Linked DNA regions of Mus musculus: all the other regions are linked to region 4. A link is a contact called in public Hi-C and promoter capture Hi-C data. All regions are on one chromosome and are shown on one strand. Each heading gives the region's core, a stretch centred on a gene start, on an enhancer-like site or on the middle of the called end of the contact. The rest is flanking DNA. Distances are from core to core; before and after follow the strand shown. Region 1 holds the start of Lonrf1 (LON peptidase N-terminal domain and ring finger 1). Region 2 overlaps Gm35520 (a long non-coding RNA gene). Region 3 holds the start of Ubxn8 (UBX domain protein 8). Region 4 holds the start of Tnks (tankyrase, TRF1-interacting ankyrin-related ADP-ribose polymerase). Region 5 holds the start of Purg (purine-rich element binding protein G). Region 6 holds the start of Gtf2e2 (general transcription factor II E, polypeptide 2 (beta subunit)). Region 7 holds the start of Ppp2cb (protein phosphatase 2 (formerly 2A), catalytic subunit, beta isoform).

Evidence for each region. Promoter capture Hi-C pulls out the DNA fragments that hold promoters and counts their contacts. A called contact is a pair of places that touch in the nucleus more often than the background predicts. Capture Hi-C pulls out chosen DNA fragments and counts their contacts.
Region 1: a contact with region 4 is called in a promoter capture Hi-C map of pre-B cells, with 2.7 times the contacts expected there. The contact joins the promoter of Lonrf1 here to the promoter of Tnks in region 4. A contact is called at or near these places in 3 of 39 promoter capture datasets (the C10 cell line, the HPC-7 cell line and pre-B cells), 2 of 484 Hi-C or Micro-C datasets (CD8 T cells and embryonic stem cells), 2 of 115 datasets of contacts at active chromatin or transcription factors (astrocytes and extraembryonic endoderm stem cells) and 2 of 9 other capture datasets (adipose tissue and liver).
Region 2: a contact with region 4 is called in a Hi-C map of the G1E-ER4 cell line, with 10 times the contacts expected there. The contact joins the enhancer-like site here to the promoter of Tnks in region 4. A contact is called at or near these places in 1 of 39 promoter capture datasets (pre-B cells), 1 of 484 Hi-C or Micro-C datasets (the G1E-ER4 cell line) and 1 of 115 datasets of contacts at active chromatin or transcription factors (pro-B cells).
Region 3: a contact with region 4 is called in a promoter capture Hi-C map of liver, with 3 times the contacts expected there. The contact joins the promoter of Ubxn8 here to the promoter of Tnks in region 4. A contact is called at or near these places in 1 of 39 promoter capture datasets (pre-B cells), 1 of 484 Hi-C or Micro-C datasets (CD4 T cells) and 1 of 9 other capture datasets (liver).
Region 5: a contact with region 4 is called in a Hi-C map of muscle stem cells, with 4 times the contacts expected there. The contact joins the promoter of Purg here to the promoter of Tnks in region 4. A contact is called at or near these places in 4 of 39 promoter capture datasets (the HPC-7 cell line, fetal liver, hematopoietic stem and progenitor cells and 1 more), 5 of 484 Hi-C or Micro-C datasets (CD4 T cells, erythroblasts, muscle stem cells and 2 more) and 2 of 9 other capture datasets (adipose tissue and liver).
Region 6: a contact with region 4 is called in a Hi-C map of B cells, with 7 read pairs. The contact joins the promoter of Gtf2e2 here to the promoter of Tnks in region 4. A contact is called at or near these places in 4 of 39 promoter capture datasets (the C10 cell line, the HPC-7 cell line, HPC-7-derived erythroid cells and 2 more), 2 of 484 Hi-C or Micro-C datasets (B cells and regulatory T cells) and 2 of 9 other capture datasets (adipose tissue and liver).
Region 7: a contact with region 4 is called in a Hi-C map of muscle stem cells, with 4 times the contacts expected there. The contact joins the promoter of Ppp2cb here to the promoter of Tnks in region 4. A contact is called at or near these places in 2 of 484 Hi-C or Micro-C datasets (CD4 T cells and muscle stem cells).

Annotation. Positions count from the first base shown.
Region 1 is chr8:36,247,685-36,250,744 of GRCm38.p6, reverse strand. It overlaps Lonrf1 (LON peptidase N-terminal domain and ring finger 1), which reads left to right and starts at 1,386. Exons shown (of 12, transcript NM_001081150.2): 1 at 1,386-2,178. The coding sequence starts at 1,491. It overlaps Gm35712 (a long non-coding RNA gene), which reads right to left and starts at 2,839. Exons shown (of 4, transcript XR_870368.3): 1 at 2,686-2,839.
Region 2 is chr8:36,192,842-36,195,901 of GRCm38.p6, reverse strand. Gm35520 (a long non-coding RNA gene) reads right to left here. Exons shown (of 4, transcript XR_870363.2): 3 at 1-1,205. Among named protein-coding and RNA genes, the nearest start is that of Gm35520, 5.9 kb to the right of the region's middle. Within about 2 kb of position 1,656, at least 45 of the 459 cell types and tissues checked have an H3K27ac peak or open chromatin away from gene starts, as enhancers often do. A contact at or near this core is called in the G1E-ER4 cell line, where this site is marked.
Region 3 is chr8:33,640,342-33,643,281 of GRCm38.p6, reverse strand. Ubxn8 (UBX domain protein 8) reads left to right here and starts at 1,306. Exons shown (of 8, transcript NM_178648.2): 1 at 1,306-1,432. The coding sequence starts at 1,345.
Region 4 is chr8:34,964,151-34,967,060 of GRCm38.p6, reverse strand. It overlaps Tnks (tankyrase, TRF1-interacting ankyrin-related ADP-ribose polymerase), which reads left to right and starts at 1,371. Exons shown (of 27, transcript NM_175091.3): 1 at 1,371-2,047. The coding sequence starts at 1,396.
Region 5 is chr8:33,384,568-33,387,582 of GRCm38.p6, reverse strand. It overlaps Purg (purine-rich element binding protein G), which reads right to left and starts at 1,741. Exons shown (of 2, transcript NM_001382855.1): 1 at 1,520-1,741; 2 at 1-1,253. The coding sequence starts at 1,247. The coding sequence ends at 195. It overlaps Wrn (Werner syndrome RecQ like helicase), which reads left to right and starts at 2,056. Exons shown (of 34, transcript NM_011721.4): 1 at 2,056-2,241.
Region 6 is chr8:33,730,653-33,733,429 of GRCm38.p6, reverse strand. Gtf2e2 (general transcription factor II E, polypeptide 2 (beta subunit)) reads right to left here and starts at 1,363. Exons shown (of 8, transcript NM_026584.3): 1 at 1,301-1,363. It overlaps 1700104B16Rik (a long non-coding RNA gene), which reads left to right and starts at 943. Exons shown (of 2, transcript XR_004691281.1): 1 at 943-1,641; 2 at 2,353-2,777.
Region 7 is chr8:33,598,299-33,601,080 of GRCm38.p6, reverse strand. It overlaps Ppp2cb (protein phosphatase 2 (formerly 2A), catalytic subunit, beta isoform), which reads right to left and starts at 1,460. Exons shown (of 7, transcript NM_017374.3): 1 at 1,063-1,460. The coding sequence starts at 1,164.

The DNA of each region.
Region 1 (3,060 bases), core at 137-2,636, 1.3 Mb before region 4:
CGGACTGTCTGGAACAGGAGCCCGGGATTTTGCTTTTGTTTTTAAGTCAACTCTTCTTTCTCTAGCCCTTTGTTCCTGTGCCCTCTTTCTTTTCTGAGGTTTGCTTATTGTGTAGCAGAAAGACGCTTTCAAACCTTTGTCACCTGTTCTGTGTAAGCAGGATCTCGTGTGTTTGCAGACCTCGTGTAAAAAAAATTGAAGAAAGATAACTGTTGATTAAACATTATATACGATATTATCACCGTGAGAAGATCTTAAAATCTCTTTGTAATACTGACTGTATGATTTCAGACAAATATATTTCCTTTCCTGTTACCAAGTATTTGAAAAAGAACCAAAAGCCTTAAATCTCTTCCTACATTTTCCACCCAGTACTCTGTAATCAAACCTATAAATATTTCCATTGAGAATATTAAACTGGATGCTGTCACATTTAAAGGAACTAGAATCCATTACATACGAGCCAAACTGTCTTCAGTCGACAAAGCTGCGGAATGCTTGCATTGTAGTGATCTGGTTTCTGCCACAGGGAAAATGTTTTTCTTCTATATTCTCATTTAAAAACCTTTAAGCAACTGTGGGTTCGTGTGTATGAAGGTTGTGGAGCCCATCTGAGGAACCTGGAGACTTTCACTCTCTAAGGTGTGCTTTGTTTATTTAATAGTTTAATGGGGGGGGTTGGTGTATTGCACTTTTTAAATTAAAATTTAAAGGTCACTCACAAAGTATCGGGCTTCTTTTGGACAGTTCATTTCTTCGTTTGAACTCTTAATAAACTTTATCACAAGTCAGCACTAACCAAAGGAAGTGGTCTCTGGACGTGGAATGTGTGTGTGTATAAAGTTGGCAGATTTCAGTTTTAAGTCTCAAAGTAATCACACCGTGCATTCACAATCCCTTTGCCTGTTCTGGCCGGCCGTAACCCAGGGCATCTAGACCCACCCAAAGTTTCCTTTCTATGGCCAGGAGGAGTCGGAGTACCTACTCAGGTGCTGCAGGTTTGGGGTCACAGCACTGCTGGTGCACATACGAACTGCACAGCGCCCAAGTTATAGGCCTGGGGATGGACCTCGGTTACAAGAGGTGTCAGCTCGAAGGCCGCCCAGGAGACTTCGGGCTTTGTTCAGTCACGAGCCAAGCCCTCCTCGTCAGAGAAGCCAATTAGATCCCCGCTGGGGATCATCTGATCTCACGTCCCTCTCCAGGAGGGGCTCAGAAAGGGCGGGACCAGCCGGCCAGCTCTGGTGAACTAGGAGGCCGGCCGCATGTCGGGAGGCCGGGCGCAGAAGCCAAGGCCCGCCCCGCTCCGCCTCGCTAAGCCTCGCCCCTCCTCTGTAGGCCCCGCCCCCAGGGGCTCCCCGGGCGCGCGCCGCCCCGCCATGTCCGCGCGCCACGCCCCCCTGCTCGCCGGCCGCGTGCGGAGCCGCGCGCCCCGGAGGTTCCCGGACCGTGGCGGCGGGCGGCGGCGGCAGAGCAGCCCTGTGCGGGCCATGTCTTCTCCGGCCGTGGCGAGGGCGTCCCCGGGCGGGAATCGGGAGGCGTCCGGCGGACCGCGGAGCCGGAACGGGCCGTGGGAAGTGGGCGGCGGCGGCGAGCGGTTGGAGCGCGCGGGCGCGGAGTCGGGGCGCTGGGAGCTTCTGCTCCGCCGCGGAGAGCTGCTGGCGCTGGGCGGCCACCTGAAGGGAGCGCTGGAGGCGTTCGCGGCTGCGCTGCGCCGCGGGGCCCCGGCCAGGCCCGAGCGCCTCGGGTCGCTAGTGGACTGCCTGGTGTTCAGCTACCGGCTCCGCCACGGGCTGCGCTGGAGCGCGGCACCCGCGGCGGGCGCGGCCGGGCTGCTCAGCTGCCTGAGCTGCCGGGGCTTCCTAAGCGAGCCGGTGACCGTGCCGTGCGGCCACAGCTACTGCCGCCGTTGCCTACGGAGGGAGCTGCGCGCCCGCTGCCGCCTGTGCCGGGACCGCCTGCCACCCGCCGCCGCCGCCTCGGAGGGGACCCCGCGGCCGCCGCCCCTGGCCGCCGCCATCGCCGACTTCCGAACCAGCGTCGTGCTCAACCACCTGGCGGAGAAGTGGTTCCCGGGCCAGCGCGAGCGCGCGCGGGCGGCCGGCCGCCTCGGGGAACTGCTGCACGAAGGGCGCTACCGGGAGGCCCTGGCCGCCGCCTGCGACGCCCTGCGAGCAGGTGATGCGGGGCTGCGGTGTGGGGCCGGGCGAGCGGGGATCACGAGTGTGGGAGGGGGCGGCGCCCCGGGGTGCTTCGGTCACGGTGGGGATCGCCTGGGAGCTGCAAGTGACGCGGCGCGGGGAGGGGCGCGGATGCGAGGTTCCCTCGTGCGCGCGCCCAGCGGGGACCTGGGGCCGCGGAGCTTGGGCGCGGGGTGGGTGGGGGCCGCAGGCTTCCCTCAGTACTCTGGCCGGGAGCCCCAGCCGGGGTGGGGGCGAGCATCCCCGGGCTTGGCGGGAGCTCGGGGGATACCGTGTCTACCTTGGTCGTGCACTAAAGTCACCGGGGCAATTAGAAGCCGCGGGAGGGCAGAATTGCATAAGCTGGGTGGGGGGGCGTTGTGTAACGGGTGACGTTCAGTGGGCGTGGCGGGAGCCCGGCGCGGGCACCGGCATCGGGAGGCCCAGCGACGGCCCAACTCCGAGTTGGTGGCCGGCTGCCCCCGAGGTGGTCACCTCTTCTTACCTGCAGGATCTCTTGCTCCTGGAACCTCCTCCACCTGCCTGTCTCATATCCTGCTTCCTCCGCCCTCTGTGCTGCTCCCTTGTACCCCTGGTGTTGGTAGAGAAGTAGCCTGTGTGAGGAGTTTGCCTTGCTCACAGTAGACCTGTGAGGGGAAGCTTTGTAGGTCTTTTGTTTATATTTTCATATCCAAGAAACAGCAGCTTGGTCCCGTCTCCTGCTTAGAGCTTAAGTTGGTTTTTAAGCTGGGGGGTAGGGGGAAGAGGGCCATGTAAACTTAGTAAACCCGAGAGTTCCTCTTTAGATCCTGGAATGTGGTTGTTCTCTACTGACTGGGGAGGGGACCTTATCTAGAAAAGCACGTAGAGACATCTTCGA
Region 2 (3,060 bases), core at 407-2,906, 1.2 Mb before region 4:
GGACAGCAAGGATTCCCTGGCAGAATTTCAAAAAAGCAGCAGGCAACAATTTAATTAGGTCTGAGTCAATAATTCTCCGTGCACCCCAGCAGGTCAGTAAACCGTAAGCCTTCTCAGCAATTATCTGCAAGAGACCATTCCTAAGGATATATCTGTCGCCAGCAAGGATTCATTCAGCTGAGCTCTTGGCAGTACCCAATTTAGGACTTTCGTTCATTTGTTCGTTTTTCTTATTTTTGGATTGTTTCTTAGCCTGGTGAGTGATGAAGAGTGACATCATAACTCTGCTGGAATCCTTGATTTGGGAAACAATGTGTAACATGCAGGAAAATCCCAAGTAGTCAACAGGAGAGAAGGGAGAAGGTTTTAAAAAAATAATAAGAATTTCATAGGCACTTTGTAAAATTCAGGGCTTCTGCTCTCTGAAAACTGTCAGCATGCAGAGTTCAGACAGTAATAGCATGGATCCTAGTTGGAACGGCTCACTCCCGTTTCTTTGTATGCTTCAAGTGGACTCCCCATACCTTTCCTGTCCTTGACTTCATACCTATGTTAAGCAGCCCTTGGAATATGGCCTGCCCCGATCAAACTCATCAATAGACTCTAAAAGCTGCTTTGGGTCATTTTTTCAGCTTTGATTATAGTGTTCAGCCTTGAGAAGTGTGAACATTTTGATCAAAGAATGTAATAATATAATAATGTCACTACATTCTGTAACAATATAATAACGTCAGAATCTAACAAGATGAGCATGGGAACTTGGCTCCCAGGTCCACCTCCTTCAGGGCACACCGCACTAGGTGCCATGTGGTCTCAGGCCTCGAGAATTTACTCACTGTTTTAGGGTTTCTCTGATTGCACATAGCAAGTCAGACACAGAATTTCATCCTACAAGGTAAAGATGAATTAATAATAGCCTATACTTTCAGGGGGCTGGTGAGGTTTTTTTTCTTACCCCCTCGGGATTACTCTTGTGGCCTAATGAGCAGGGTTCTCACTGCTTGTCCAGCTGATCTCGATAATCAGCACACATTGGTGTTTGCCATATGTAGAGCACTCCAGATAATATCTTCCTTAACATGCAGGTAGCTGGTGAAGAGTCGATGATGTGCTCCACCATGAATGTGGAGGTACCCTTCTGTTTGGCATCTCGGTGATACCTGGACTCCCTTTGGTCCAGCATCATTGATGATTTCATATTTAGGCTAGAGGATAGAGGAAAAGATGAGAGTTCAACGGCACATATACACTATGTCTTTATCTTTACACACACACACACACACACACACACACACACACACACACACACACACACACCATACATAGGCCTTTGTGGTGTCTCTACAAACATGTCTGTGAATCTCTGGACCATCCATTAAGAAGTGTCTCATATATGCCCTCCTTTTGAATCCGTGCATTTCTTTGCAAATGATGATGTGAGACTTGCAGGGTAGGGAGAACATGAAAACATTGTCTGGTTCTTTTATGACAGTCATGCTGGGACTCTTGAGTCATGAAGAAGTAAACTGTGATGTACCCACAAACCAGATCTTGTAAGAAGTGATGTCTCCCAGAGATAAGATCAGATGGAGGATATCTATCAGGAAGAGTGAAACTTGAAAGAGCTAAGTCATTTCCTGTGTTCACCTTCACCTCATCTTGGCCCTTGCCTATTGGATGGTGCCATGTCACACACGTCTCTCTCTCATGTATCAGGCCTCTCTAGAGATACCCTCACAGACACACTAGGTTGCTAATCCTCTAGGTATCTCTAACTTAGTCCAATTGACAGGGTTAACTGTCACATGAATCCTTTCAGAAATTGTGTTTGTCTCCAAGACTACATATGTGGACGTCTTTAAAAATAGACAACTACTAAGCCAGGCATAGTGGCACATGCCTTTCATCCCAGCACTAGGAAGACAGAGGCAGGCAGATCTGTGTGCATCAGAGGCCAGCCTGGACTACAGAGTGAATTCCAGGATAGCCAGAGCTCTTAGTGAGACCCTGTCTTGAAAAGACAAAACTAACCGAACAACCAAACAAAGACAATGGAGCAAATGATGCCAATAAAGTCCCTTGGTTCTACATGTACAGGAGCAAGAAGACAGAGCTAACTCCTTGCCAATCTGTTCTCCAGCTGGAACATTGCTATATAGCCATTACTGCCATCTGTTGGTAGCAAAGTTAATATGTTTCTGTTCTGGAAATTAGCTGTGCTCCAGCAATGGCTTGAAAACAATGGGTTTTGTAAGCACTGGTGCGTCTATATATAACGACACAGCTTTGGCGAGCAGTCAGCTTTTAGGAGACACTGTGGGGGTATGAGTCACTGTTTCATAAGCACCAATTGTCTGCATTTAGTCATGCGTATAGCTGATTTTGAAGTAATTGTGTTTTTGTAGAAATAACATTTTAGGAGTCAAATGAGCCTTAGAAACTTTACTTAACATAGTTAGACAATTTCAGACAGATGGCAATCCCTTGCTCTTTTTTGATGGAAGGAATATTTTATTTATAGCATGTAATTCCTGAATGAACTTTCATCCTGATGATATCTTTCCTAGTCATTATCCATTGTCTCTGCTACTGTTGAACATAAGTGAGTCTGAAATTACTCTAGAACGTTCTTTCCTTAACAGCATCCTTTTCTGATTTAGTAATTCCTCAAAATGATCTCATTTCTCTCGGGAGGCTTATGTCCTTCCTTCCCACTGTCCCCACAGGGGGTCCCAACATCATCATGTCATAATTGTGTTATGTTTATGTATTAGTTACATCTCCTCTTTCTAAATTGTAAGACAGAAGTAGGGTGATGTATCACTTCTGCATCCCCAGATCCTACCCCAGGGCCTTATACACATTTAAGAAATAACCCTGGAGATAATTGAAGAACCAGACTGTGTTCATTTTAGGCTTCAAAGGCATCTTATAAAATACAAACTAGGTTCTTCTTGTTTATGATTAAATCTCTGTTTCTCAAGGATCGGGCTATGCTCTGCCTGTAACCTTAACTACGAACAATTCTGTACTGCATGTTCTGGTAATGGCAATCATGCC
Region 3 (2,940 bases), core at 57-2,556, 1.3 Mb after region 4:
AATGTTTTTCAAGTGAGCCTTCCCTGGAGAGAGAATTTACTTTTTCAAGTGGTTATCAGTTGGAGATAGTGGCTGGATTAAGGATGGGGATAGCTGTCTACTTCTTTGGGCTCTAGGAGCTTATCGGTGAAGATCCACACAGGCTCTGTGCATGCTGCCTCAGTTCACTGAGTTCACATATTTATCGATCTTTTTTGCTTTGGAGGGCCTTGTTTTCTCCGTGCCCTTCATCCCTTTTGCTCTTACTCTTTCTGCCTCTGCTCCTTTGGGGTTCCCTAAGGGGAGGGTTTCATATTCACCCATTTAGGGCTCACTGTTCCAAGGTCTTGGACGCTCCTCTGTATACTTTTTTTTTCTTTTGTTTTTTTCAATCAGGGTTTCTCTGTGCAGTCCTGGAACTCACTCTGTAGACCAGGCTGGCCTTGAACTCAGAGATCCATCTGCCACTGCCTCCCTAGTGCTGTGGTTAAAAGTGTCCGAAGTCCAAACTCCAAACCTTCACACTTTAGTCACTATCTCCTCAGGAAATTCTTCTCCACACTGCAGAACGTGGTTCTGTAGCACTCTATACAGACATTCCTATCATGGCACCAGACATCAGATAGTCTCTGTACAGGACATGTATCCCAGGGCTGAGTTTGTTTAGGACAAATTCAGTAACTTACACATACTTGGAACTTAAGCTAAACTGAAGAGCGACTGGGGGTATTGATGGTTGAGGACTTGCCAAGTTGGGAATCTTGTCAGTGGGAAGGCCCTCCATTCCTGAACTCTAAGTTACCAGAGCTGAGTCATGGAGTGGCAGGGAAGTCACTGTGAGGCCAACGTTAAGTCATAACTGTAACACGTGTAGGCATTGACAGGGAGAACAGTGAGTGGGGGGCAGGTCTAGGGAACTCTCCACGCGGGTGTGGGGCAGGAACAGGCACTAGGGAGCAGACCCCACTTTTAAGCTTCCCGCAGGACCTGTTAGGAAGAGAAGATGCTTAGTAACTAGTTAGCTAAGAACCAAACGCCCTGTTACCCCCAAGGGACACAAGGCCACCGGGCCTCGCAGCGTCAACCGCCCCTTTTAAGTCATTTCAGTCTTCTGAGCACCATCTTTTAGACCTGCACAGTCTGATAAGCCACTGTCATCGTGACCAGCCTCAGATCCACAGGACAGGGACCGTCCCAGCCGAAGGAGATGACCCGCGCCGTCTGAGCAATCGCATCCGGGCCCGCGCCCCAGCCTCAGGGCACAGCATCCTCCCTCCATTCCTCCCAGCCCGAGGCCTCCGGGGCGAGCTCGCGGAAGGCACGGCCGGAAGGGGCGGGCACTGCGCCCAGCGAGCCCTCCGCGCCATGGCTTCTCGTGGCGTCGTGGGCCTTTTCTTGCTCTCTGCTCTCCCTCTCTTGTGTCTGGAGCTCCGGCGCGGGATCCCGAGTCTCGGTAAGTGTTGCCTTTCTCCTCTCGGTGCTCCCAGCTGGAGTGTTGTCACCTGAGCGGCGCGGACCTCCGCGCGCTTTTGACTACAATCCCCAGAATCCATCGCGCCCGCCCCTCTTCCGGAACCGCCTCCATTTCCGCGGGAAAAAGTTCTCTTGATCTCTGGCCAGGGTCGGCTTGGAAAGGGACCCGAGTGAGAAGCGCAGGGACAGATAGGAACTGTTTCGCCTCTAAGAGTAATGAGAGCCGGAAGTAAATAAGCTGATAGCTGAGCCATGTTTCAGGTGAAAGCCTTTGTGTCATGATCAAGGAATGGATGAAAGGGAGTCCCCAAGTACCATTTCTGAGAATCTTATTCTAAGTCAGACCCTGTTTGCAATCTCACTCTCCACTACTGCCACAACGACTTGTAGGTACTGTTAGCCTAAAAAACAGCGCTCTGCCCCAGAGCAGGTCAGAGTTTATTTTGGAATCGAATCTAAATGTCCGTGGTGTTCTGAGAATACGGATTTGGGTTACTTCAAATTCTCGGTTCCACGGTTCCAAAAGTTTTTATTGTAACAGCCAAAAAAATGTCACAAAACACCTTAAATATATGTAGGTCCATCAGGGAGATGAGTTACAGCAACGTGTAGGAAAACCTCTCGCAGAGGGCTCAGGTGCTCACAAAATAAACTTTTGGATTGGTAGAAGGTTGTGGGCTAAGTTAATATATTGTGTAGGTTCCATGTGATAGGCATAGTTAGGTCAGGCATATAGGTGAACAATGAGTGACTATTAAGTGGGCTAATTAAAGCCCATAATAATCCATGGTTAGGCTCTGGACCTGCAACATTTGAACCATTCCATAGTCTAAAAAGTTCTTATCAGTTAATCACCTTCTGTAGAACATAAAAGTAAGGGGATACTTGAGTTTACAGTACTGTTAAAATCTTTACATTTGAGAGCACTGTGATTTATTGAGGACGATCAGTGACTAATTGGAGGTGGTTTTGATTTTTTTTTAAGATTTATTTATTATATGTAAGTACACACAGTAGCTGTCTTCAGACACACCAGAAGAGGGCGTTAGATCTCATTATGAATGGTTGTGGGCCACCATGTGGTTGCTGGGAATTGAACTTAGGACCTTTGGAAGAGCAGTCAGTGCTCTTAACTGCTTAGCCATCTCTCCAGCTCTTTCCTTTCTTTTTCTTTCTTTCTTTCTTTCTTTCTTTCTTTTCTTTTCTTTTCTTTTCTTTTCTTTTCTTTTCTTTTCTTTTCTTTTCTTTTCTTTTCTTTTCTTTTCTTTTCTTTTCTTTTCTTTTCTTTTCTTTTCTTTTCTTTTTCTAGAGTTTTTCTGTGTAACAGCCCGTGGTGCCCTGGAATCACTTTATAGAGCAGGCTGGTCTTGAGCTCATAGAGATTCACCTGCCTCTGCCTCCCCAGTGCTGGGATTGAAGGTGTGCATCATCACTACCCTGCATGGTTTTTATTATTATGTGTGTCTTTTGAGTCTTCAATTAGCTTAG
Region 4 (2,910 bases), core at 122-2,621:
CCTGTTGTCTCTGCGCTAGCAAAGCAGAAGAAAGAAGTCAGTCATTCCAGAGTACGGCCACGTCTCTCATGTCATGTGGTCTGCTCAGTCTCCGAGATTCTCGTCTGGTGCTCCCCCTCCCCCACCCCGCTCCCCCATTGCTCATTCCTGTCCCTTCTTATTCTCTGTCTAGTTAGGTTTGCATACTCCCAATGCCAGTGAGTCTTGCATGCCTCTCAGAGCATCCTTAGTCAGATTTAACTCTGAAGAGACAAACCAAGCGGTGTGTCCTCCTGACCCACTAGCATAGTTGCGGCCATTTTGTTCCATGCTTGCCAGCTATTTCATATTGTTGCTGTAATATGCCTACCAGCCTTTGACATAGAAAAATAGTTTGACTCAGAGAAGGGTCATGCTGGTCACATCCCCTGTTATGTTCTGTATGTCCTGAGGTTTGTTAATCTTAAGGAATTCCACAAAGCTTTACATAGGGCCCATCAAATTAAAGGTCATTATGAACTGTTATGTCAAAAATGGCTTAAATCAGACCTGATCACCTGGCAGAACTTCCTGCACCTGAGAAAGATCTCATTGTCGTTTGTGTGTGTGTGTTTTCCTTTATAAGCTGACAGAAAAAGATAATGTAGTTCAGATAATTCTGAGCTATGTCCATGATCTAATCAGTATTAGGGTATAAATTCAATAATCCGACTCTCAGACCCCAACACTGAGCTATTGACAGTGTGTATGTGCATGGATTCCTTTCTCCGGTATTAAGTACAAATGCTCTTAGAGAATAAAGTTCCCTTATCCTTCCCTCCTGTCCCGTGTCAGAATGAGACGTAAGAGACAGTACAAAGAGACAGTAAGGTGGAGAGATATCTAACACTGCATTTAAAAATATTCCCAATGTGCTAATTATAATTATTCTTCAGAGCGTTTGTATGCATTAGCTCACTTCATTCCTGCAAACAACTTTGTGAGGTGGGTACTATTAATTCCATTTTCGGACGAGGACGTTTGGTAGATGTTTGCATAAGTTACACTTTAATAGCTTCTTCTGAAGGGAGACACCGCAGACTGACGGGTACCCGAGGGAAGACTGAAGCCGACCGAAGCAATCCCGCAGAAAGTGAAGGAAGGCAGAAGTTTCTCAGACAGGTAGTGGCTCACCACAACTTTCAAATCTGCCCAGCCAGCCCGCCAGGGCGTCACAAAAGCCCGTCGCTCCACTACTAAGCCACGCCCCCAGGCTGGTTGTTCTCTGAGCTTCCAATACTTCCCTTCTTCTCTCGGACTCCACCCACTTCGGCAGGAATCATTTCCGGGTATGTTGGATCCCGATTGGTCCAGAATCCGGAAGTGAGGGCGGGCGGTGGCGCCGTTGCCGCAGTGACAGTACGGGGGAGTGGGAAGATGGCGGCGTCGCGTCGCTCTCAGCATCATCACCACCATCATCAGCAACAGCTCCAGCCCGCCCCAGGGGCTTCGGCTCCGCCACCGCCACCTCCCCCGCCGCTCAGCCCGGGCTTGGCCCCGGGACCCACCCCTGCCTCGCCTACGGCCGGCGGCCTGGCGCCCTTCGCCTCCCCGCGGCACGGCCTGGCGCTGCCGGAGGGGGATGGCAGCCGGGACCCGCCCGACAGGCCGCGATCTCCCGACCCGGTGGACGGCGCCGTCTGCACCGTGGCTGCTCCGGCCGCGGTCCCGGCAGCTTCCGCCGCCGTCGGGGTCGCTCCCACCCCAGCCGGCGGCGGCGGCGGCGGCGGGAACAACTCCGCGTCGTCCGCTTCTTCCCCGACTTCGTCTTCGTCTTCCTCCCCGTCCTCCCCTGGCTCGAGCTTAGCGGAGAGTCCCGAGGCGGCCGGAGTTGGCTCCACGGCAACTTTGGGAGCCGGGGCGGCGGGCCTCGGCCCGGGGGTCCCAGCCGTGAGTGGGGCCCTGCGGGAGCTGCTCGAGGCCTGTCGGAATGGGGACGTGTCCCGGGTGAAGAGGTTGGTGGACGCCGCGAACGTGAATGCCAAGGACATGGCCGGCCGAAAGTCTTCTCCCCTGCACTTCGCAGCAGGTCTGTCTGGGACTTGAGAATTGTGGTTTACGGGGTTCGGAGCGGAGGGTGGGTGATTGGACCCAGGACAAAGAAGTTACAGGTTGTTAGCAGGACTTCACCCCGAGAGCTGAAGTTTTTAGTGCATGGGTGGTGGGGACTTGGAAGCGGGGACGAGGTGTGAATTCACCCCTCAGTGTTTGCAACCGTGGTACTTCAACTTATGCAAACTCTGTGTAGCGGTCAACCCTGGATGTGGGCATGCTTAAAACTTTTTCAGTTCAGAGTGTGCCTGCCTGGGACAAGTTGCATTTGAGTCGCTTTAGGGACAGCTTTGTCGTTCGTGAGACAGTTTTGTTTTTGTTTTTGTTTTCGGCACGGTTTTGTCCCCGGAGGACAGACAGTCCCGGGCCAAAAGAAGTGTACGGTAACTCAACAAGTGTTTTAAGAATCTCTCATATTCTTAAGATACACAACGCAAGACAATGGGGTTTGTGAAACGTCACGTTTTCTATGAAGTCGACTGTCTGTTTGGAGAGACTACAGCGGGCCAGTCGGAGACAGTAGTGATAAGGGTATTGTGTGCCTTATGATAAGGGGCAGAGAGAGACAGAGAGCGAGAGAGAGAGCGAGAGCGAGGGCGCAGCTTTGAGGTCCATTGTGTATTTACCTTGTCTCTCAGCTCATTTTCTTAGAGACAAAGATGAGAGGTTGTTTGAGCAAGGATCTAGGAAGAAGTCTCTGGCGGGGAAACTCTCCACATAGGCACTGATTGCTAAATGCTGAACTGAACTTTTTTTTGCCCCATCCCCCTTCTGAGTATGTAGTTGTTTTCTTTTTGAAACGCAGAATATTTTTATAAAACACAGAAATGTAGAACAAAA
Region 5 (3,015 bases), core at 492-2,991, 1.6 Mb after region 4:
CCATGAGAATTATAGTGATCTATGTATAACATAACATGAGAATCAGACTCCTTTTAAGTATAAACTATTAGAGGTATTACTAATAACAGAGGGCCCAAAAGAGGAGAAACTTCTTCAAATGATCATGATTACGGATCAGTACGTTTAGCCAATTACTGATTTCTAAATTCTGCCTGCTGGAGTTCAATTTCACGCTAGTCCAGGCATTCTTGTTCTTCACCACTGGCCCGACGGCCATCCATTCTCTTTTCCTTATGGCTGTTGCAAATTTTCCTCATCTCTTCTTCATACTTGATAAAATTCTCCCCAAACCTTGTCCAAGCTTTGAACGGAACAGTAATAGTATTACGGTAAGGCGGTCTCACCTCACTTACCTTCAGGAAAATTCCATATTTATTAGAGCCCACATCAAAGTAGAACCTTTTATTGTCCACTCTGAAAGAGGTCCCCTCTGGGAGTTCAAGTGGGTCGTCGTCTCCACACCTTCGTTCTTCTATGTCTCCTTCGCCGTAGTCTTCAATCAGCTGAACCAAGGCATCACGAAATTCAATCATACCTTGTGCTGGGAGGACAATAGTCTGATCCTGGCCCAAACTGTGGCCAAAGTAACCGATCATGCCAGTGCCCCGCATCATGGTTTGTCTAATCCTTAGGAAGCGACCTCGTTGGTTTTCCTTTAGGTCCAGGTAGTATTTCCTATTGTCCCTCTCTATATAGTCCGTTTTGAGGACACTGTGAGGATGCTCTTCTGACCCCACTGACACCGGTGGGGAGGGTGCAGAGTGCTTCTGCCGCCTCCTGGAGACTTGCTCTTTGCTCTGGCCATGCTCCTGTCTGTGGCCTTTCAGGCCCAGATGGGCATAGTGCTCGATGAAGTCGCCTAGACAGTCCTTCAGCTCTGCTGCTACCGACAGGGAGAGGGTCAGTTTACTCTTTCTGATATTGTCCTGCCGGCCTCTCCCTATCCAGACTTCGGCTATCTTTAGGAAGCGGCCCCGGGAGCTCTGCTTCACGTCTAGGTAAAACCTCTTTTTCTGGATGTCCACACGTTTGGAGGCTAGCTCCTGGATTTCGGATGTGCCCCCAGACTGATTAGGGGTGGCTGACGCGGAGTAGTGGGGGTAGTGAGAATGCTGGGCCTGGGGATAGAGTCTACTCTTGCTTAGGCCAGGGCCCCCTACATTCTTGCCTCCGCGGCCACGGCCGCCGCCGCTGCCGCCGCCTCCCCTTCGCCTGGCTCTTTCCATCTTCAGCTGCAAGTGACAAACAGACACACGGGGTGGGATGGGGGAGGGGTGTTGAGAACAATCGCAGACGCCCCTGGGTCCGCACTGCCCCCGCTGCCGCCGCCCGGAACCCCTACTCTGGCCCGGCTCTCGCGCTCCGGCCTCGGCCGGCTCCGCACCGCGCACACAGCATCCCCTCTGCCGCCCCAGGCCTCCCGCTCCGATTCCCGTACGCTGCCAGCCGCCCAGCTCCGGCTCGGCAGCCCCGGGGGTCCCAGCCAGCCGACACTCACATCATCTCCGTCACCGATGCCCTTCACGACCACCGCCGCCGCCGCCGCCAGCTCTCGGCCCCTCCGCCGCCGCCCCCCGCCTCCTTCCCCGCCGCCGCCGCCGCCGCCGCGCGCTCTGCCCCCCGCCGGAGCAGCGGGGCAGGGGCATCGCCTGCGGCGCCCACCGCCGCCGCCGCGCCTCCTGCGGCCGCTGCCTGGATTCGGGCACCGGCCCGACGCCGCGGGGAGGGCGGGAGGGAGGCGGGGAGCTGCCTGAGGGGCCGGGCTTGGGACCCCGCCTCCCCAGCCGCGCTAGCGGAAAGACGGGGGACTCGGGCTCTGCCTCCGGGCGCGCCCTGACGGCAGACAGCGCGCGGGGACCCGGCGTGCGAGAGAGCCGGCAGGAGAGGTGGCGGGAGGGTTGTGATTTCCCGCGACTCACCCGCACCTGCGTTGAGACTACATTTCCCAGCGTGCCCAGCGGCCGTCAGCTCTGAGCATGCGTGCTGCGCGGGGTGGCTGCGGTGGGTGGGAGGGCGGCGCGGCTGGGAGAGGTTGGGCGGGGCCGCGGGCGGAGTGCAGGGAAGGGCAGTCGCCAGACCAGAAGTGCACCGAGGCGCCCGTTGGTATAAAGTTAGTAAATGTGAGGCCTCTCTCGATGCCTGGGTCCTGGGCTTTGGTTCTCAGTCCTCCATAAATCATCCTGCTGGAGGAGAAGACCCTTAGATCTGGCTCTTCTCAGGGTAACGTGCCTTCCCCGCTTTTGCCTCTCCCCTTTGCGTACCCTGGGCTATATCTACGCATCTCGGACGCTTGTTTCTCTCTCCCACGAGGCTTTCTCTTGGGGTTGTGTTGGGGAGATTCTTGGAAAGGGAGCCTTGCCTCCTTTCTCCTTCAGATCCCCTGGAAAGGGGCCTCGGAGCCACAGGCCTCCTCTGGTCCCGTCAGTGGGCTTTCCCGCCTCTTCCGCCCCAGCTGCTGTTTATAGCGCTTCGGAGGCAGAGGTAACTGAGTCCGGGGAGGCAACCGACTTTCCACTACTGAGCAAATTGTTTTGGACCTCTTAAGGTTAAGTCATTGTACTAATGAGCATTTGGTCTTGTTGAATATGACTCGTTCTCCCATAGACCTGATATGTAAAAACCTGGAGAGCAAAAAACTCTTTAGGATGCTAATCCAGAGTCCCCAAATAACAAATTTCAGCCTTATTTTTCCCTTTGGTTTTATTGAGACCCGGCTTCTCTTCTGTAGCCCCTCACACTTTTAGCCCAGGCTGTCCTCGAACTCAAGAGAGTACGGCCTACCCTGTCATGCCCTCTTGATCTTTTATTAGAGATTGTATGCAAAGCCTGCGGCGTATAGGGCAGTTTGGTACTCGATGTCGTTGTATACTAGTTGTCCCCTGTGTCTCCTCTTGCTTTGAGGATGGAACCCCAGACTGGGACCACTCACCTGCTTGATACAGCGCTCTTCAATTGAATGGCATCCCAGCTCTGCTAATTCAGCATATAATTGTT
Region 6 (2,777 bases), core at 114-2,613, 1.2 Mb after region 4:
AGAACTGCTCTAAATGTAGTTTCCTCCTAGGTCTGGGGAATGGGGCACTATCAGTGTTGTACATACTTGGCTCAACTCTAAAAGTGAGGAAGTATTTATGAAAGATTTTTTTTCAAGAGTAATTGTTATTTTGGTTGTATTAGGTAAGAAATTAACATTAACTTAATATGCAAGTGAGAGAGGTATGAGTAGGGAAAGCATGAAAATAAGAAAAAATTCACAACGTGAGAAGACTGAGGAAACAGGCAGTTTGCAACTCCTAAAACAGGAACATTTTACTTCATAAGGTCAGATGACTAATCTGGACGTCAAATAAAGACTTTAGGACAGATCAAACCTGTACAACTTAGAAAAACCTAACTACATAATGCCCACAAGTCTGAAAGACTAAGCATTAGTGCTATGGCTAATTTTAACACATAAAACCTGAATAGAAGTGGCACAACTAAGTAAGAAGTCATGTGTCCCAGCCCTGGAACCCTAGCAAAGCTTTCTGAAATAAGAGAGACCTCTCTATATGATGATACCAACAAAGGCACCCAGAGCAAGCGGTTTACTCTCCGGAGTTCCAACTAACTTTTCCTCCTTTTGCAACCAACATCTGTACTGCAGTGCACATCTTAGGGCTAACCTGGGTGGTAAAGAAACTATATCCACGTCTACTTTACATTAATCTGGTCAATCAAAAGCCCCGAACAGGATGTTACGACCGAGAGCTGGTACGTTTCACGGTGGATAGCTACCGGAAAACTAACATTTCAAATCTTCAGGCTCCACTGTCCAGTTCTTTCCTACCCCAGAATCTGCAATCTTCCAGCAGCCTGTCTGTCTACTCTGTCTCTCGCTTCACGGCTCGCCCCCGAGTACCGGAGCACATCAGGAAAACGGAGCGCAGAGTTCGATCGGGAAAATACCTCTCGACTCCTCCGAAAACTCACAACCTCAAAAAGTTTAAAGCAGCATTAGAAAAGCCAGTCGGGAGGGGACGCCATGGTGGTCCCCCCAACTCCACACAGGGATGAGCTCGGCTGCTGTGGTTGTGGCCAAGAAGCGGTCGGCACCATCCGCTCGCCCACCCGGAATCCTTCCCGCTTTCCAACCCGAAAGTTTGCTGTATGGACGTCCGGCCTAAAAGACAATGCTGGCTGGGGCGAGCCCCTCCTCTCGGGGGCTCGGCTTTGGAGAACGGCTCGGCGGCGTGGCGTCCACGCGCGCGTCCCCTCGGAAGACGCGTCCCGCTTCGGGGCAGCCGAGTCCCACGCGGGACTCGTCCCCCTTCGCCCGCCGCCGCAGTCCCTACCTCAGCGCCCGCAGCCCGCGCCGCCTCCCAGCCTCCGCCTCGGCCGCACGCACGCACGCACTCACGCACGCACACACCCGCCCACCGCGGGCCCGCTTCCCGCCCCCCGCCGCCGTCGCGGCGCGCACGCCCAACACGGACCTGCCAAGGGGGTCGAACCCGAGGCGGCCGTGGTGGTGGCGTTGGCGACACAGCCCCGGCCCCGCCCTCCACTTCCTGGTGCGGCGGCTAGGACGCTCGCTCCCAGCAACCACCGCGACGCCGCTCCGAAAAGGCGCCTGCGTCACGGCGTGCTCCGCCCCGAGTTTCCATGACGACCGGAGCGCGCTCAAAGGCTGCCGGTAGCCACGTTTACTCTACCAGCTCTGCTCTAGGGAAGAACGGAAAGCCGCTTTTCTTGGCACAAAGTCGGAGCAGCTCCTTCAGCCGGCTCTGGAGTCTAACCCAACCGGCAACATTACCAATAAATCTGTCATATTTTTTGGAGGGTGGGTGGTTTTGGTTATTTGAGACAAGGTCTTCCTGTGTTGCCCTGATTGGCCTGGAACTTGAATTAAAGTTGCAGAGATCGTTCTGCCTCGGCCTACCAAGTGCTGCTCCATGCCAAGCTTTTTTATTTTATTTCAAATACCACTCACCAGAACCACCTTTAACAAGTGGCGGGGGGCTTGGGGGTGGGAGGGACAGTCTAGCAAAGGCAAACTCAACATAGAATTCAACTTCTGGACTTCAACCTCAAAACTTACAGCTCAGCTTCTGCGCTTCGAACACCGGCTCTTTTCATACCTGTGACCTGTCTTTGATTTTTTGGGGGACAATATAAGATGTGGGTGCGATATTTGGCAACAACAACAAATAATAATAATTGGCCCATCCTGCACCCTACAACTATCCTTGTTTGTACAGCCTAATCCAGTATTTAAATATCCCATAGCTGTAGTTTATTAGTACTAATTACTTTGGGTCTTAGTTTTGTATGTCCCGCCCCCCCCCCAACATAGGATACTAGTGATGATGCAGAAACTAACTTTGTATAACTAAATTTTTGTCAGGTCCAAAGGAGAGTCCAATTCTTCAAACTTCAAATGACAGTCCGAAGATCCACTAGTTAACTTAATCTGGACTATACGAGGAGTTCTAACAACTGACAAAAGACGGCGGCATTCCTCCGGAACTTGTGAAGCTCTAGTTTCTGTCTAGGAAAATGACTCATTTCCCTTTCCTCCAGCAAAAGTGACTTATGGCTCTCCAATTAACATGTCAGCACAAGGTGCAAGCCCGGCAGCCTCCAGACTCCCTCAGTCCCTACAAGCACTTATACATTTCAAAGCCTGCTCACCAGTCCCCTGGCCCTTCCCACCCGCCCACCGATTACTCATTCTTCTTGTTCACTCTTCTCCGCTCCTGCTGCTGCTTTTCTCAATAAGCTTCCCCTATTTTCTATCAGTGGCCATTTTCCCGTTTCTTGTAGACAGTC
Region 7 (2,782 bases), core at 211-2,710, 1.4 Mb after region 4:
CCAGCTTGAGAGAGATCACCTAAAAGGTTACCTTTAAGACTTAACGAAATTACAGGTTATCACACAAGATAAATAAAAGCTAACTGAGACGATACACAAACAGTTTCTGAGGGAAACACCCTTTTCTTCACGGCTCTACTAGAAGAAAGAAACTCTCCTGTGCTAAGTACTTATTCAACCCACAAAGGCCCTGGTCAACTTGAAAAGCGCACCAAGAGCCATCTATCACTCCCCACCCCAAGTAAGGAGTGCCTGTTATCAGACGGATAAACAAAATCCTTTGGTAGGATCCTAACTTCTGGGGAAAAAAATGTAGACTCTGACTTGAATACTTAGCTCCGTTACTCTCTCGCAGGGCTCTTGAACATGGGGAAGCGAGTTAGCCCACAATAAAAAAGAGGAATGAAAAAAAAAAAGACTCTAAATAAGATGATATAAGCAAAAAAAAAAAAAAAAAAAAAAAACCCAAAAACCTAGCGGTTAATAAACCAATAGATACACACACATGTCTGAAAGCTGAGAAGACACGATCAAAAAGGGATTACCTAATCCATTACCTGCAAGCTATAGCGTGGGGTCGGGAGGGATACACAGGGTTAAAAAAAAAAAAAAGGAAGTAACTTTCTGTAACGTGGCCGGTTCTAAATAGCACCTATCCCAGTTAACGTTGCCAGTAAGCACCGTTTCCAAATTCAGCACCTGCTGTCTTCTTCCTGAAAAAGACGTCCCTCTCCATAGCCACTCGGCCGCCCAGACCAGCCTTCAGTCATCTGCCTCCGCCAAACCCAGGCTGGGAGAAGGCTCGGCCTGCCATCACGCCCACTAGTGTGCAAACAAAAGCTCCTTGCACTCCGTGGATCACCTGCGAGCGATCGACGCCACACTAACCACCGCTCGGTGTTAACGACTTTCAGGGCAGTTGTCCGTGGAGCCCGGGGACTGCAGCAGCCTGGTTTTCGGGGCGTGGGGTGGGGTCCCGCACCCCGTCCCCTACTCCAGCCGGGGGCCAGGGCCCGTTTCCCCCCCCGACCCCTGCGCGCGCCTCCGCGGCGGGCCGCCTACCTTCTCGCACAGCGTCCGCACTTGGTTCTCGTTCAGCTGCTTACACTCGTTCAGCTGCTCCACCCACTGGTCCAGCTCCTTGGTGAACGCCTTGTCGTCCATGGCGGCGAGCCGCGCGTCCCCGCCGCCTCCCCCGCCGCCGGCCCCCGGCGGGACCACCGAGCCGCGGAGCGCGCAGCCCGCGCCCCGCCCAAGCCCAGCGGGCAGCCGCGGGCCCCGGCCTCCGGGAGCGCCCGCCCCGCCCGGCCCCGGCCACGCGCCTGGGGCGCGGCGAAGGGCTTACGGCTCGGAGCGCAGAGCGCGGCGCAGCTCGGCTCGGCTCCGGCCCGACGGCGCCCGCCCGCCCGCTGCCACCCGCAGGCCTCTCCGCGCTCTGGCCACGGCCCTCTCGCTCTTTCTCTTCCCTCCCTCCGGGTTTCCGTCATCGCCCCGGCATTTCCGCCGGGAAAAGGCGAGTGGGCGGCGCCGCCGGGCCCGGCGCACGAGGAGGGGAGCAGCGCCCTCGCGCGGCCCGGCGGAGAAACGGTCCCCTTGCATCCTTCCCCCGGTCCTCCTGCCCACTCTGCCCTTGGGGAATCCGGTTCTCGCCTTGGACCTCTCTCCGCACAGGGCATTGAGACTGTTGGGCTTTTCCCTCAACCTTTCACTACCCTAGAGCATGCACTAAATATTTATTGAGTAAATTTCTACTCTTAGCAGTAATTCATTGCGTAGCCTTGAATCTCAGACCCTTTCTGTCTATATCAGAAAGATAACTTTTAACAAAGGATGTATTTACGTTTATGTCACGTGTGTACAGGTGCCTTGGGAGGACAGAAGAGAGTATTGGCTCTCCAGGAGCTGGAGTTGGTGGTATATGGTGCTAGAAACCAAATTTAGGGCATCTGTAAGAGTAGCACACATTCTTCATTCTTTCTTTCTTTCTTCTTCTTCTTCTTCTTCTTCTTCTTCTTCTTCTTCTTCTTCTTCTTCTTCTTCTTCTTCTTCTTCTTCTTCTTCTTCTTCTTCTTCTTCTTCTTCTTCTTCTTCTTCTTCTTCTCCTCCTCCTCCTCCTCCTCCTCCTCCTCCTCCTCCTCCTCCTCCTCCTCCCCCCCCCCCTCCCCCTCTCCTTCCCCTCCTCTTCCTTCTTTCTTCTTTCTTCTTCTCTTGGTTTTTTTCAACACAGGGTTTCTCAGTGTAGCCTTGGCTGTCCTGGAACTCATTCTGTTGACCAGGCTGACTTCGAACTCAGAGATCCACTTGCCTCTGCCTCCCAACTGCTGGGGTTAAAGGTGTGCACCACTACCACCAAGCTGTGTTTATCCTAACCTCAGCTAATCTCTTTAAACCATGAAATGATTTTTAAATTTTTCTGTGGCCATTCCATCTTATCATTCTTTGTTGTGACTACTATGATGCCTTGGCTGTAATTAGTGATCTTTATATAACAGGGGCTAGATACCGAGACCTTTAAAGCTGTGCTCACAGACCCTATTTCCTGGGTCTGAAACATGTACGGCTGCTTCTGCTGTTCGCAAGTGCTCAACAGCGTCATGGTTCCTGAGTTGGTTTTGTCAATTTCTCAGCTTGAAGCAATCCCCAAACTGCCTCTAGCTGCAGATTTGTCATTAGTTGAAATAAGTAAGCACAAAATCTTGTCAGTTGTGTGAGTACATGGACTTTGTGAAGTAGATGATCTCCAGTTTTAGGTGGGCTCTGGGCATCACACTCAGGCTTGTAG